2 separate regions of the Sus scrofa genome follow, and region 1 is linked to region 2. A link is a contact called in public Hi-C data. All regions are on one chromosome and are shown on one strand. The core of a region is the stretch at or near the end of the contact, and the rest is flanking DNA. Distances in the headings are between cores, read along the strand shown. Region 1 overlaps MVB12B (multivesicular body subunit 12B). Region 2 overlaps MVB12B (multivesicular body subunit 12B).

Region 1 (6,308 bases), core at 2,278-4,777, 74 kb before region 2:
CAGAAGCCAGCCAGGCTTGGTCACCACCCGCGAGAGGGCAGCGCTCAGGCTGCAGTGGGACAGGCTGACACTGGCTCTGCTTCCCGTGGACCAGAACAGTGGGAACCATGACCATGGCCATGACAGCAGCCGTGATAACGGGCCAGCAGTAGCCCTGCCTGGCAGGTGCTGTTCTAAGCCGTTCCCGTGACTGTCTCAGTCCAACCATCAATGCTACAGGATGTTTTAACGACTGCTTTGACTTTACAGAGAGGACACTGAGGCACAGAGAGGTTAAGAGGAAGAGCTGAGGCTCTGCGCAGAGCGCCTGACACCAAGGCGACGTATTTCAACCAGACACATTTTCAGCCCTTCAGTGGGGAAGAGAATTAAGAGAATTGAAGGTGGCTCTACACAGGGGCTCTCTCCTATGTCATGAAGGCCCAGTGGGGGTCAGAACTCAGGTGAGGGGCCTCCCGGTACTGGTGCTCAGACCAGCGCCTGGGGGCAGGGAGCTACCGGAGGGCATGTGGGGTACAACACGCCGGGTAGCGATCTTGGGCAAATTTCTTCACGTCTCAGCCTCAATCCCTGCCCCACCAAATGGGGAGGAACGATGCCCCCTGGTCAGCGTGGGGTGAGAATCAGCGATGATGAAGCTGATGTCAAGCCCAGGCCCAGAGCCGAGCGCGTAGCAGGTGCTTAATAAACGGGGCTATGGACGGTTTCAGCCTGGGAGGGTGGGAGGTGAGAAGGGGTGACTCTCTCACGGCTGCCCTGTCTCTGGCACTCACACCACCGCCACAGCCATGGGTGCTTGCCGTCTGCGGCTCTGTGCTCATCTGTCCATTTCGTAGTCACAGGATAGGTTCCACTGTAACCCCAGCTTTAAGCGGGGGAGGGGGGTGACCCACCCCTCAAGTCCACGTGACCATGTTCATCCTGAAAGGTCACAGGTCGTGCCCCCGCTTCACTGCCCGCAGCCGGAGCAGGCCCTGCCAAGGCCTTCCCTGCACACTCGCTGGTGCCTCCCCACCCGGGAGCCCCACGCGAAGGCGGTCCGGGAGCAGGGCGGCCACGAGCCGTCCCGGCCACCTTCCTTCTGAGCAGGGCTGATGCGAACTCCGTGCACATGCACATGTCTGAGGTGGTGCCCAGACTTTTCCCCCTCAGTTTACTCACTCCCCCAAATCTACAGATGACAGTCAGGTTGGTTTTCATGATTTACTGAAAAGTCAAAGACAAAGGGGGACTTTTTTGTCTTGTTTTTGCTATGACAGGTCTAGAAATTTGTTGTACTACATTGATTCAATTTTGCTTGATTTCAGCCATCTTTCAATAATGCAACCGGCTTCTGCTGGCTGGGTATACAGGAGAAAACCCAGAGGAACTGAGAATATTGAAATGGTTCTACCATTTCCATCTTTGAGACAAATGTGCCTCTCAGAGGAGAGCTGGCTGCAAGCATGTGACGGCTTAACAACCGTCTATACATAAAAGACGACACACACGCTAACGCTGTCTTATGAAAGCGGGGAAAACACTGCCGATCTGACCTCCAGTTTGATTCCATTATTTCAACTCTCTTTCTTCCGAGTTGTCACATGCACTTCAATCTTGGATTTCTTTCTTTTTTATTAGGAAAACATCCAAACTCTTTCGAGCCAGGCTGCCAGTGGGGTTTGCCTTATCAAGCGCAGCAGAATGTGTCCTGATCCTGTCTCTAAGTCATGAAGCAGCTCGGACATTTTCCCAAACCCGCCTGGTGGCAAATAATAAAACAGAAGGAGGAAAAGCCAAGTCTGTGCCCACCTCTGCCCCCTACCTTCCCGAAGATGAGATATTTTCTTAAAAAAAGAAGCAGAACGGATTGTTCTGTCATGTAAAACCTTCTGACTTATTACTTGAAGTCATAAACACATTAAAAGTGAGTTTCTTTTCTAAGAAATAAATTTGAGGGCAATGAAAGTGCCTTTCTCCGAGGATCACCCCACACCCAGGACCCTCCTGTTCCTGGAACAGACCCCCAACAGGGCTGAGCGTGCACTGGCCAGACCCCGCCTGCCCCCACCCTGGGCAGCTTGCTCACCTCTTTTTCAATTTCTGCCAGAGATTTGATGGTGATTCCCAAGAGATCAAAGGGCTGCATCTGAAAATACAAATCAAGTCGTCCTTTTAAACGGGTGGAAAATGCTGCCCCACATTTGCTTTTATTTACAATACTTGTGACACTTCAAAAACTTTATGTGATGTAGCGTTTTCTCCACCCCTTTCCCAAGGAAACCATCAGTATGACTCCGCAGTGTTGAGTGAGGGTAAATGGACCAGTAACAGCAGCAGACTCAGAAAACCTAGCTGTCACCGGGGGTCCCTTTTGGCGGGGACCCCTGCTTGGGCACTAGCCTATAGCACCCAGGAGGGTCACGGCTCTCCTGAAAGACCTTGTCACCAATAACTTCTGACTCTCTGCTCTTCCTGCAGCCCTGGGGACAGAGATAGCCAAGGCTTCACCACACCCCTGATGCCACATCTACGTGCTGGGTCAGGGCTCAGAAACTCCAGGAGGCCGGCAGCCAGCCTCTTGCCTGGGACTCCTTGGCATCAGGGAAGGAGCTGGAGGGAATTCCAGGTCTTTGAAAATGCCAAGTGAATGAAATAACTGCCCATCAATTATCATTTGAGAAGTCACTGGTGGTGGAAAATGACAACATTGCATTGTAATGGGTATTTCTATAACTTTGGGCAGGTGAGCAAGCTGCCCAGCCCAAGCGGTTTCTATAACTTTTTCTATTTCTTTGAAAATTCTGGCTTTTCAACAGACACGAAAAATCAAATACACTCAGCAACAAGAATCAGCTGGAGGCCCAGAAAAGCCTAGGCTGAAATGCACGATGAGGTGCAGAGGCAACCCTGTCTCTGAGGTCTCCGTCTGAGTCCCCTCTGGGACCATCTCATTAGCTGTCTGTATTCCCAAGAGGGCATCCAGCCCGGCCTCCTGCAGCCCAGGCCAGCAGCTGGCAGCAGGGGACGGCAGGAGAAATCTGAGTCTCTGACAAAACCTGGGGCCGTCAAGTTCTGAACCGCAGTGCAGAGGCGGGGGCAGAGCTGGAGCCTGAGCCGGGCCGGGCGGTGGGGGTGGGGGGGGTAGAAAAGAGGCCCAAGGACCCGGATGCTAAGTGGGCTCAGGGCCTCCTCCCCATGCAGCAGCAGGTCAATCACTTCTTCTCCAGTTACAAAGCAGCTCGGGCAGGCGGGCCCTCCTGGCCGGGCTGCCGAGAGATTAAAGAGGGACGTGCAGGGGAGCGCTCGGCACTGGGCCTGGCCCGCGTCCGCCTGCCTTGAGTGCTTGCTGAGTCGGCAGAGCCAGGCAGCCGCGTTCGTTGGTTCGTGAGGGCAATCTTGGGATGGGGCCACCGAATTAGGCGCTCAGCCCCTGGGGCTGCTCTGCCAGGAGCCACAAAACAGTTTGGCTTTCTCCTGCTGCCAGCCCGAGTAGCGTGAGCACAGGGCCGCCTGCCCGGCTGCCCGGATCCAGCAGAGGTCCAGCTGTTGTATCATTAGGCTCTAACTGCCCCACTAAACTTTCCCGATTGGAGCCGGTGCGCAGGACAGAACAGCCTCTCCGAGGGAGCGGGTGGGAGAGGTGCCAGCGTCTCCATGGCAACGCGGCCAAGTGGAGTCGACTGAAGTTACTCATGCTCCGCGTGTCACGTCAGGAGCGTTTTTCAAGATTAAGCTGCTTACCAGAAGGGTTCAGAGGAGGCCTATTATATTTCATGAAAATGGAAACTCCAGCGCAGGTCAAATCGCGAGCTGGGTGGTTTTAAGCTGGATCCAAGAAAAACACTGAAGGATTCTTTAGCTGGTGCCCAAACGAGGGCCTTCATGTTTATTAGCTACTCAAAGCAAACTTCTGCAGAAAGGGTTTAAAAACCCCCAGATACAAGTCTACTGAGCCGGCGTGGACCAGGCCTGCACAGCTGAGGGAGGGCCCCTGCCATCCTGGGGCGGGCACAAGAGTGCCAGACGGGGCGCCCCACAGCTGTGTGTGGTGGTTGCAATCCGCTCAAGATCTGGGTTCCGGCCTTTAGGTCCAGCTAGCTCACATGGTCACTGTCACCAGAGATGGCTCGGGGCTCCCACCTGGCCTCGGTTTGCTCACGTGCACCCTGGGGTCGGGGCTGGCCTGCAGTGGGTGGGAGACCCACAGCTGCTGGGCAACCTGCACTAGCAGGCCCAGCCCCACCAAGGAACGCCTGCGGTTTCGAGCAGAGGACGTGGTTACTATGGAATGCAGCACTGACAACGGGAAAGGGGCATAGCTTTCTTTCTGCTGGGCACTGTCATTGTTAAATAAAAAAATAACAGAAATTAGTAAGACAACTTGGAAACAAGAACCCTTACAGCCAGTGAATTTCAGTGCCATTTACAACACGTGAGATGAACAGGCTGCGCTGCGGCTGCGGCCAGTGTGTGTGCTGGTCCGTCTCACTCCTTCCCCACCCTCATCCCTTCTTTCCTTTCACCTCTCAAGCACCTACTATGTGCAACGTTAGCTGAAGGGGCCCAGGAAGCAACATGGCCCACTCCCAGCTCAGGCTGGGGTGGGGAGTCGAACACGAGGGCAGCCGTGATTCGAGCAGGGGGAGGGGCAGGGAGAGGGGGCTGCCCGCACAGTGCTGCACGCTGAGCAGAGCGCCCAGCTGGGGTGGCAGAAGGCGGGGGGCATGTATGAAACTTACACTTTCTGGAACACAGGAAAACTTCTCTGAAATCATAAAAGGCACACCATCCATTGCTGCAAAAGGAGAAAAAAAGAGAGGAAATGGCATTATAGACACGGCTGACGTTCAGGAATGTGAGATACTGACACAGACGTACGCACTGGTCACGGCCCCCGGGTGAGCGGGGCCTCGGCTGATGCGTGCCCGGTACCAGCCCTGCTCCCCGCCACACACCCGGTGAGGGAGGCAGACACCACGCAGAGGCAGAGACAAGAGCTGTCAGAGCAGGTAGGGTCCAGCAGCAGGACAGGGATGCACGAGGGCTGAGGGGGTCAAGGGCATCCAGGTAGGAGGTGAGCAGTGAGGTGTTGGCAAGACAGTCTCTCTGTTGAGGCTGGAATCACAACCCGGCTGTTGGGCCCATGGGGAAGGTCCAGATTGGAGGCAAGAGTGGTTCTGGAGTCAGACAGACTGGGTTAGGACCCCGGCCACGGCTTTGGGTGCCCGGGCTTACATGTGGAGTAGGTGTGAGCCGCATGCGTGGTGCCCAGAGGGGGCCCAGGTGCTCAGCAGGCAGGGCTGCACGGCCCCCAGCGCTGGCTCCTGGTCTTGGGCCCAGTGTCACAGGCTGAATGAAGGCTCACCTATCTGCTGGTTTTAACAGGGCACAGAGTAGGTGGGGGAGATGGGTCCCTAGCACAGAAAAACAGGGAGAAGGGGTCAGTGGTTCAGGTTCTTCTGCAGCCCTGCACACCCACCAGTCCCGGGTCATTGCTGTCAAATCGCGGCCTGGGGATTCCCGTTGTGGCATAGCGGTTAACGAATCCAACTAGGAACCATGAGGTTGCGGGTTCGATCCCTGGCCTCACTCAGTGGGTTAAGGATCCGGTGCTGCCGTGAGCTGTGGTGTAGGTCACAGACGCGGCTCGGATCCCATGTAGCTGTGGCTGTGACGTAGGCCGGCAGCTACAGCTCTGATGAGACCCCTAGCCTGGGAACCTCCATATGCTGCGGGGAATGGTCCCAGAAAAGGCAAAAAGACAAAAAAAAAAAAAATTTGCAGCCTGGAGCCACATGTCATCTCTCAGGATGAACAGAATAAACATTAGCGGCAACCTGGCACCTGGAAGAAGAGGTTGCACAGGACAGAGCATGACTGGGCAGCTGGGTGGGTTGTGGAGATGGCAAAGGGTGCTCCTGGGCCCGGCGCTCTACCCGGCCTAAGCAGAGGCCAAACGTGGCCTCCCTGGTCCCAGCCACTGGCACGGCCTGGTGGCCTCATGCCACAGGTCACGGTTTTCTGGTAACCTGTGGTTACAGGAAGAAATGGAGTGATCAGTTCCCTGCCGCTTCCCCAAACATCGAAAATCGGCCTCTGGCACACATGTGGTGGATAATTTTTTTTTTTTTTTTTTCCAGTCCAAAGAGATAAAAGAGTCACAGACACAGAAAGGAGAAAAGGAAAGAAGAGAAAGTAAGAAATCTGGGGCAGATCCTCTCTGATCAGTAAGATGAGCCAAATGTCTCATTTTATGTTCATAATTTCTGGGAAGAAAAAAATGAAACTTCTCGGGCAAGTCTGAAGACAAAGAAGTAGCACAGCTG
Region 2 (6,860 bases), core at 3,102-5,601:
GGAGGTTTGGGGGTGCTTCTTCCACCCCCACCCCACGACCTGATGGTGACACAATTTCAGCTTCATTTAGGATAACCGCTCAGAGCCCACCCCCAGTGGGATCTAAAGTCTGGGTTTCTGAACTATTCTGTTTCAAATGTTTGACAAGAAAAATCTCTCGCTCGCTAAGTACATTAAAATGAAATAGTTCAGGAGAAATTTTTTCCAAGTAGTTTTTTTTTAAAAAAAAAAAAACCCAGCAATTTACAACACGGTCTCTGGTAATAATACTAATGAATTCCAGGAGGACGTGCTTTTAACCACTCTGCCACCACCCTTTCGGTGATGAAAGGCAGGCCCGGAATAACCAGAATGTGAGAAAGGCCGGCGGGGGTGGGGCGGCCTGATCTGTCAGTGGGGAGGCCCTGTTCGCCACCAACAAGGCCAATTTTTTGGATGCTTAACTCACTCACACACAGAGAGGAAGACGCGACAGTTCTAAGTAATGGTTATTAATGACTCCCTCCTCTAAAGTGACAAATTACTTCTGAAATTTAGAATTGAAGAGGTATGAAGAGTGAAGGGAAGATGACAGGCGACGCCGGCAGCGGGGCGTTCCTGCGTGCTCGACGGCGGCGAACAGCCCGGGCCTGGAACACGAGGAAGGGCCACAGCCCTCGGCTCTGGGCATCTGGCGGTTCCACGAGGGCTGTGACCAGGGCCATCGCCCACCGGTGTCTGGGAGCACGTCGAGTCAGGGACCAGCATCTCGCCCGCAGGGGGCGACGGTAAGGTCGGGGTACGCCGTCATGGGGAGGCCAGACCTGGTCCCAGCCCTGCCCTCCCCACGTGCCCACCTCAACACGTCGCTGGCCATGGCCCCTCCGTGGAAACTGAGGGTTGGGCTAGACAGTGGCTCAGAGGAAAGGCTTCTGTGATAACTTGGGATCAAGAAAAATAACCGCCATGCCATTCACCTTTCAAAATTCAAGAGAAAATGAGGGCACAGAACGGCAGTGTCTTAACTAAAAATGGGCACTTGTGTAGAGTTTCCAGCTATGCAAATAGATGTTTCGGGATGGATGTCTAATCTCAACTGGTGAAGATTTAATTGAGTGAAGAAAATGCTTTCTTCGAAAAATGTCAAAGACTGTACTCCTTTAAAGCTTTCTGTTTCTTCGGCTACCATCCTTGGATCAATCTGCTATTTTTCAAGTCACTGATGACTCAAAAAAACAAAAAAGGGGAAACTGACTTTCATAGCTGCAGCAACACTCCAAATCATGGTATTTATTCCCTACATTTAAGTTTTATTACACTTGAACCGTGCACTGCCAAAACACCTCCTCTGTTATAAAAGGAATGAAGAGAAAAGCCCGGCCTGGGACTGAGGGCACCACACTTCCACTCCAGAGGATCTAGTCCCATCTTATAAACTGAAATATTTAAAGAGTCTCTAAACCTCACTGACCCTACTTTTAAAAACAAGGAACACATGGGCACCGCTAGCTTTTCATCTTCTTCCAGCCTACTAAAACACCCGCTTCTCCAAAATGCAAGGGCAGCAGGCCTGCCAAACTCAGATTCATGAGAGGCCCCCTGCAGGAGAGGAGGGCAGGCCGAGCCAGTGGCGGGCACAGAAACAACCCTAACAAAGAAGTGAAGGTTTTTCCCCTTCTTGCCTGATCACTCTCAAAAGCTGTGGAAAACAATTTGTTGAGCAAAACAAAGTGAGGACGAATTAGGAGGTGGCCTGTGGGCTCGTCTGGGAGAGTTTAAGGCTGTATTTGGTCCTGGGTGTGGCCGTGCCCCCGGCTCAGGGGACACAAAGGTGGAGGGTCCTAAAATTCAGGACGACCCGAGGTTCCCTGAAGGCAGGGAGACCGGGATGGAGGGGGGACCTGAGCTCCAATCCCGGCCCCTCTAAATGCCCTCACTCTGCTCTCAGGCAAATCACCGTCTTTCTAAATTTCCGGTTTCTCATTTCTTAAAATGACGACACGATTACTCATCTCACTATATGGCTGTAAAGATGAAAACAATACCTATGAAGTATTTACACAAGGCCTGGCACAAAATGCTCGAAAAACTCTAACTATGAAATCATAACGATGATAGTGATAATTGTACTCATTCTGATAATTATTAATATTATTATTCAACTGGAAACCAAACATCTGCTTGCTGCTCAAGAAGGGGTTTAAGTTGAATGCTACCCTACCCACGGGCAAAAGCCCCACCCACATAAATCCTAAAGGCCTTTGAAAATCAGTTACAGCAAGCAAAGGATTTTATTAAACATCCAAATTAATAATTGAAACCCTGCCTTGAAATAGAACAGCAGCGGGGGTGCGGGTGGGGGTGGGAGCGGGGGCAGTAAAATCCTAGGAAATTTCGCTTAACACTCATTTTTACTTTGTTTGGCGGCTAGATTTACACTGAGAGACCCAGGTGAAATATTCCGTAGAGCTACCTGCAAATAGACTGTCAGCTTCCACTCTGATAAAAGGTAAAATATCCTTCTCTAAATGGTCTGGTTCACAGAACCGACCCTAAAGTGAACTGATAAATCTGTTCTGACACATGGAAAACTATTTTCATAATCCTGAAAAAGGCCTCTCTCCAAACCCCGGAGCTCACACCCACTGTGCAAAGAGGCCTCGCATACGTGCACACTGGGCCCGGGAGGGGGTCTCATCACATTTACAACCCTGCTTTCTGGGACAACAAGAAGCACACATAACCACCAAGAGAAATAAGACACAAAGCCACAGAAATTACAAAGATAACACATTTACAAGCAGCAAATACTTTGTCGAAAGTCTGATGTGTGAGAGTGAGAGCAGAGAAGGCCCGCTCAGAGGTGGAAGCTCTATTGACTACTAGTCAATTCTTCATTCAAGAGAAGCTCCGACTTCCCAAGAAGCCGTATTAAAAATTAATATCTAAAAGTGTAGCAGGCAGCCTAAACTCATCATTCATAGCTAACAATACCAAACTACATTCTAATGAAATTTCACCTTCAAAATCACGCTGACACCAAAACGACGTTGGATGCTCTTGCAAAGGCAGTGGCCACTTTGTGACACAGGCATTTTTAAGATATTCAAATGACCCAGCTCTGCAGGTCTCTTTCACACTCCTCTCATAATCACCAGAATAAATCAAACCGCTTGTAAGCCTGCTTAATCACGGGCTTTGAAGCCGTTTGAGGGGACCCTCTGAGGTATGGCCCCCACATGTTCTCCTCAGGCATCAACCACAGCTCAAGTGGACTGGCCCCCAGCCAGCGTTCACAAGTCTCCCCGAGAGGGTGTGAACGCAAGGCGCCGCTCCCCCCCCCCCCGCCGCCCCCAAAGCTGCAGGCTCTGGGAGGGGGCCTGGAGAAGCTGTGTGGGAAGACAGCCGGGACCCCGGACTCCCCTCCCACCCCCTGCTGGCCCTTCGAGGCACCTGCCCTGCTCCCCAGTGCGTCTATGCCCTGCTCAGGGACGGTCTGCAAGCCAAATTCTGATACCGAGGAGCTGTGTAACCTTGGGAAAGGAATCTAACCCTCCTGATCTCAGCCTCCTCATCTTAGAAAGGAGGGAAAAACAGTACTGAACTCACAGAGCTGTTACTGGGATTAAACGAGTTCTTATTTGTAGAGCACATGCACAGCGCCTGACAGCCAGCGAATGCAATATAAGCCTTGGTGGGTTGGACGGATGGACGGATGGATAGAGGGAAGGAGAGATGCATGAATGTATGAGACCTGCTCCCTTGTGTCTAGACCAGCTCACATCACACTCCAATAAACATTTTCTGAGTGCCGCCATGCGCCAGGCACCTGGAGTTCAAAGGTCCCTACCACTGGGGAGCCACAGATTTTTCACAGAACACTGACTGTAGCCAATGAGATGGCACAGCTGAAAGTATGTGCTAAATTTTGATACACAGTGATTCAATATTATCATCGTTATTTCTGTGACTAGCCTTTTCGGAGGCTTTAAAGGAGAAAAAGGTAACATGAGAATCCCTGTCATCAATAAGCTAGCAAATCTAGTCATAAGATCAAATACAAATACACACGGCAGTGACAGGGAAACGTGAAATGCCAAACTGCACGGTGCAGGCGACTAGAGGAGACGAAGGCGGAAAATGACAGGGCCGGGCTCTCTAGAAGAGGCGAGGGGGGAGGCCAGGTCTGCAGGGCGGGCAGGACCAAGCCTCAGCATTCTCAAGTCCAGTCTGCCTCTGTCAGGAGGGCAGGGGCTGGCACACCAGGGGAGGCACACAGCAACTGCCAGAGATGGATCTGGAATGAGGACCATGTGCCTGGGAGCCAAGAGGAGACCGACTCACACAAGAGGATGTGGGAAGCAGGTCAGGTTACAGGAAGCTGGTGAAAGCTCTGGACAGAAAAAAAAAATAACACGTGCTTGTGTGAAAACCCCTACAGCATCTGCCAGGGAACCTAGGGCTTTAACGCTCCAGGCGAAGAGTGTAAGCGTGGGCCACTGAAACGAAATGATACAGGGCCCCAGGAAGCCCAACCTCTAACCTAAGTCCGATCTCGTGTGCAGCTCTGGTTCCTCCTCAGCATTCTTCAGAGACACCCTGGCTGGTACCTCTGGTTGGAGTGGGTGGAGGGCACCCCGAGCAGTGAGGCCGATTCCCTCCAAAGCACGGTGCACACGCTCCTGCTCCCTGCGCTGGACCACAAAGCTGTGTCTTCAAAGGAGGGACACACCAAGGAGGAGGATGAAAGTGTGTGTCCTGTCCTCAGAGCTTAACACAAATGTCTGTGGGTTTTGAGTGAACAAAAAGAAGACTAATTCTTCCAAGTAAAGCCAGACCCACAGTTGTGCCTGGACAGAGGGGCAAGGGTCTGAGCACCCCCCCGCCCCGAGAACAGCAAGACCTGAGCTTTCCCTGGCTCATGTAGCCCCCAACCATCTCTTGCTACTGTGGAAGTGGAGCTCAAAACCCATGGCATAAACTGTTTACTGTTGGGGGGGGGAGGAAAAGAGTTACTGGAATCAGCCCTGGGCCTTGCCGTCTAATCTTACCTTGATGTAGGACACGTTATCACCCTTCTCATAAATGACAGATCTTTATTAAACAAGAGCGTTCAGCCCTAAAATAAATTCCCTCCAATCCTCTGGGCTGAGCCTTCTCCTAGTAAACCTATGAAAGAGGAGTAACTGCCCCCACCCCAGAGGCAGGTAGTCAGGGGACAGACACCTTGGCAGCAAAGGGAAAACAGCCTCCCCGGTCTGGGCAAGCCTGGCCTCCCGTTCAGGTCCTGCCACAACAGGGCAGGTGACAGATATCACCTGTGTCACCTGTGGTGCCAAGGCCATCTTATAACCCAGTGCTGACAAGGCAGCCCGAGGATTTGCGGCTGTCAGCTCAGACAACAGGACTGCAGCCGGTGAGTCCCCGCTCCCGGCTTGTTCTGCGGGTGGATCAAGCAGCACGGTTGATCCTTCATCCGCAGAAGGTGGGGTCAGGGGGGCTGGGACGAGGGACGTGGTGGGGACGAGCCTGGGCGTGCATGGCCTGAATACCAGATCACCGTGGTGGCAGGGTGTTTTCTCTCCTGTACGAAGAGCCATTAACCTTTTAGATGACAGCCCTGGGACCGGAGTGACGGAACGATTTTTGAGGTCAGCGAGGATCTATGTTCTCAAAACCTGACACCGACATGCAAAAGTTGTGACTGAATCCTGGTGTCCCTGAGAGGAAGACTAAATGCATGTGACAGATCATCTGCAATCAAAATGCCCCATTTCCCAGAGTATCTGTCACAGATTGATAACATCCATGCAAAAAGTTAAGTACAATTATGTCTGTCACTAGGAAACATACTTCGGAACCTGTGACTGACAACTTGCTAGGAGCTGACACGTCACCGAAAGATTACTGCAACAACTCGGAGCAGCACCGCACGCCTTATAAGGGAAGCTCGGCCCCAACTGACTCCGGGGAGAGGCTCCTGGGAGTCGGTGCCTCGAGGGCAGAGGCTGTAGGCAGGGCTCCAGCACCAGGAAAGGCTCTGGGAGGGAAGAGGACTCTTTCTCCCAGGGGTTACGGGGACAGTGTCAGTGGAGGGTCACAGGATGAGCCCACGGCCCGAAGTCCGGGGAGCAGACTTCTGGCGGCAGTTTCTCAAGGACCGCGGTGTGCAAGCCTCAGCACCCCGGGGGGGCAGGTGGGGCAGAGCCGAGCCCCTGCAGCCACAGGGTCCACCCTGGCTCATGTCCGCAGAGCTGGGAAATGCCCCGCAAATCCCAGCGCTCTAGAGCTCCAATGACTTATTTCAGCTGGACTCTGAAAGGGACCAAAAAATACGCGCAGTTCAGCTCCTTGCGTGCCCACACTGGGATGGAGATGCGGGGCAGCAGCACCGCCCAGGGGCCTCGGTGCCCTCCATCCCGGGCAGGGCGCCACGGCAGCCACCCCGCAGGCCTCCAAGCTCTGTCCCCACACTGGCGCTGGTGAGCAGAAGCTGCACGGCTCCAAGTCAGAGCGGGAGGAAGCACTGAAAAGGTGGTGAGCAGGCCCAGGCGACAGACCCCCCGGAGCTCCCTGGAGTCACTGTGGCAAGGAATCTGTGGCCCTATCATGCGGCTCTGCTGAACCTGGATTTCTGGGGGTGGAGACGGGGAATATGGTACATTTCTCATAAAGCTTAAGAAGAACCACTGAAGGTCTGACTCCTGCCAGCAGTTGCATGCACGCGACCTCTCAGGTCATCTTCACTGCCAAGGGGATTTTTACTCTTGGGAAGCTCTCTTTATTAACTTTTTTTTTCTTTTTTTTTTAAATGTTAAGCCCAAGCCTAACTCCTTGTAACTTCAGCCCACTGGATCTAATTTTCCCAATGCCCCACCCCA

The links. A called contact is a pair of places that touch in the nucleus more often than the background predicts.
Region 1: a Hi-C map of embryonic fibroblasts shows a contact between it and region 2, with 2.4 times the contacts expected there. The contact joins two enhancer-like sites. A contact is called at or near these places in 10 of 47 Hi-C or Micro-C datasets (brain, embryonic fibroblasts, epiblast stem cells and 4 more) and 1 of 2 datasets of contacts at active chromatin or transcription factors (skeletal muscle).

The regions. Positions count from the first base shown.
Region 1 is chr1:267,078,135-267,084,442 of Sscrofa11.1, reverse strand. MVB12B (multivesicular body subunit 12B) reads right to left here. Exons shown (of 10, transcript XM_021068965.1): 8 at 4,722-4,777; 9 at 2,069-2,128. Among named protein-coding and RNA genes, the nearest start is that of LMX1B, 130 kb to the left of the region's middle. Within about 2 kb of position 3,527, at least 41 of the 83 cell types and tissues checked have an H3K27ac peak or open chromatin away from gene starts, as enhancers often do. A contact at or near this core is called in embryonic fibroblasts, where this site is marked.
Region 2 is chr1:267,004,787-267,011,646 of Sscrofa11.1, reverse strand. The region is part of intron 6 of MVB12B (multivesicular body subunit 12B); the gene reads right to left. Among named protein-coding and RNA genes, the nearest start is that of MVB12B, 75 kb to the right of the region's middle. Within about 2 kb of position 4,351, at least 5 of the 83 cell types and tissues checked have an H3K27ac peak or open chromatin away from gene starts, as enhancers often do. A contact at or near this core is called in embryonic fibroblasts, where this site is marked.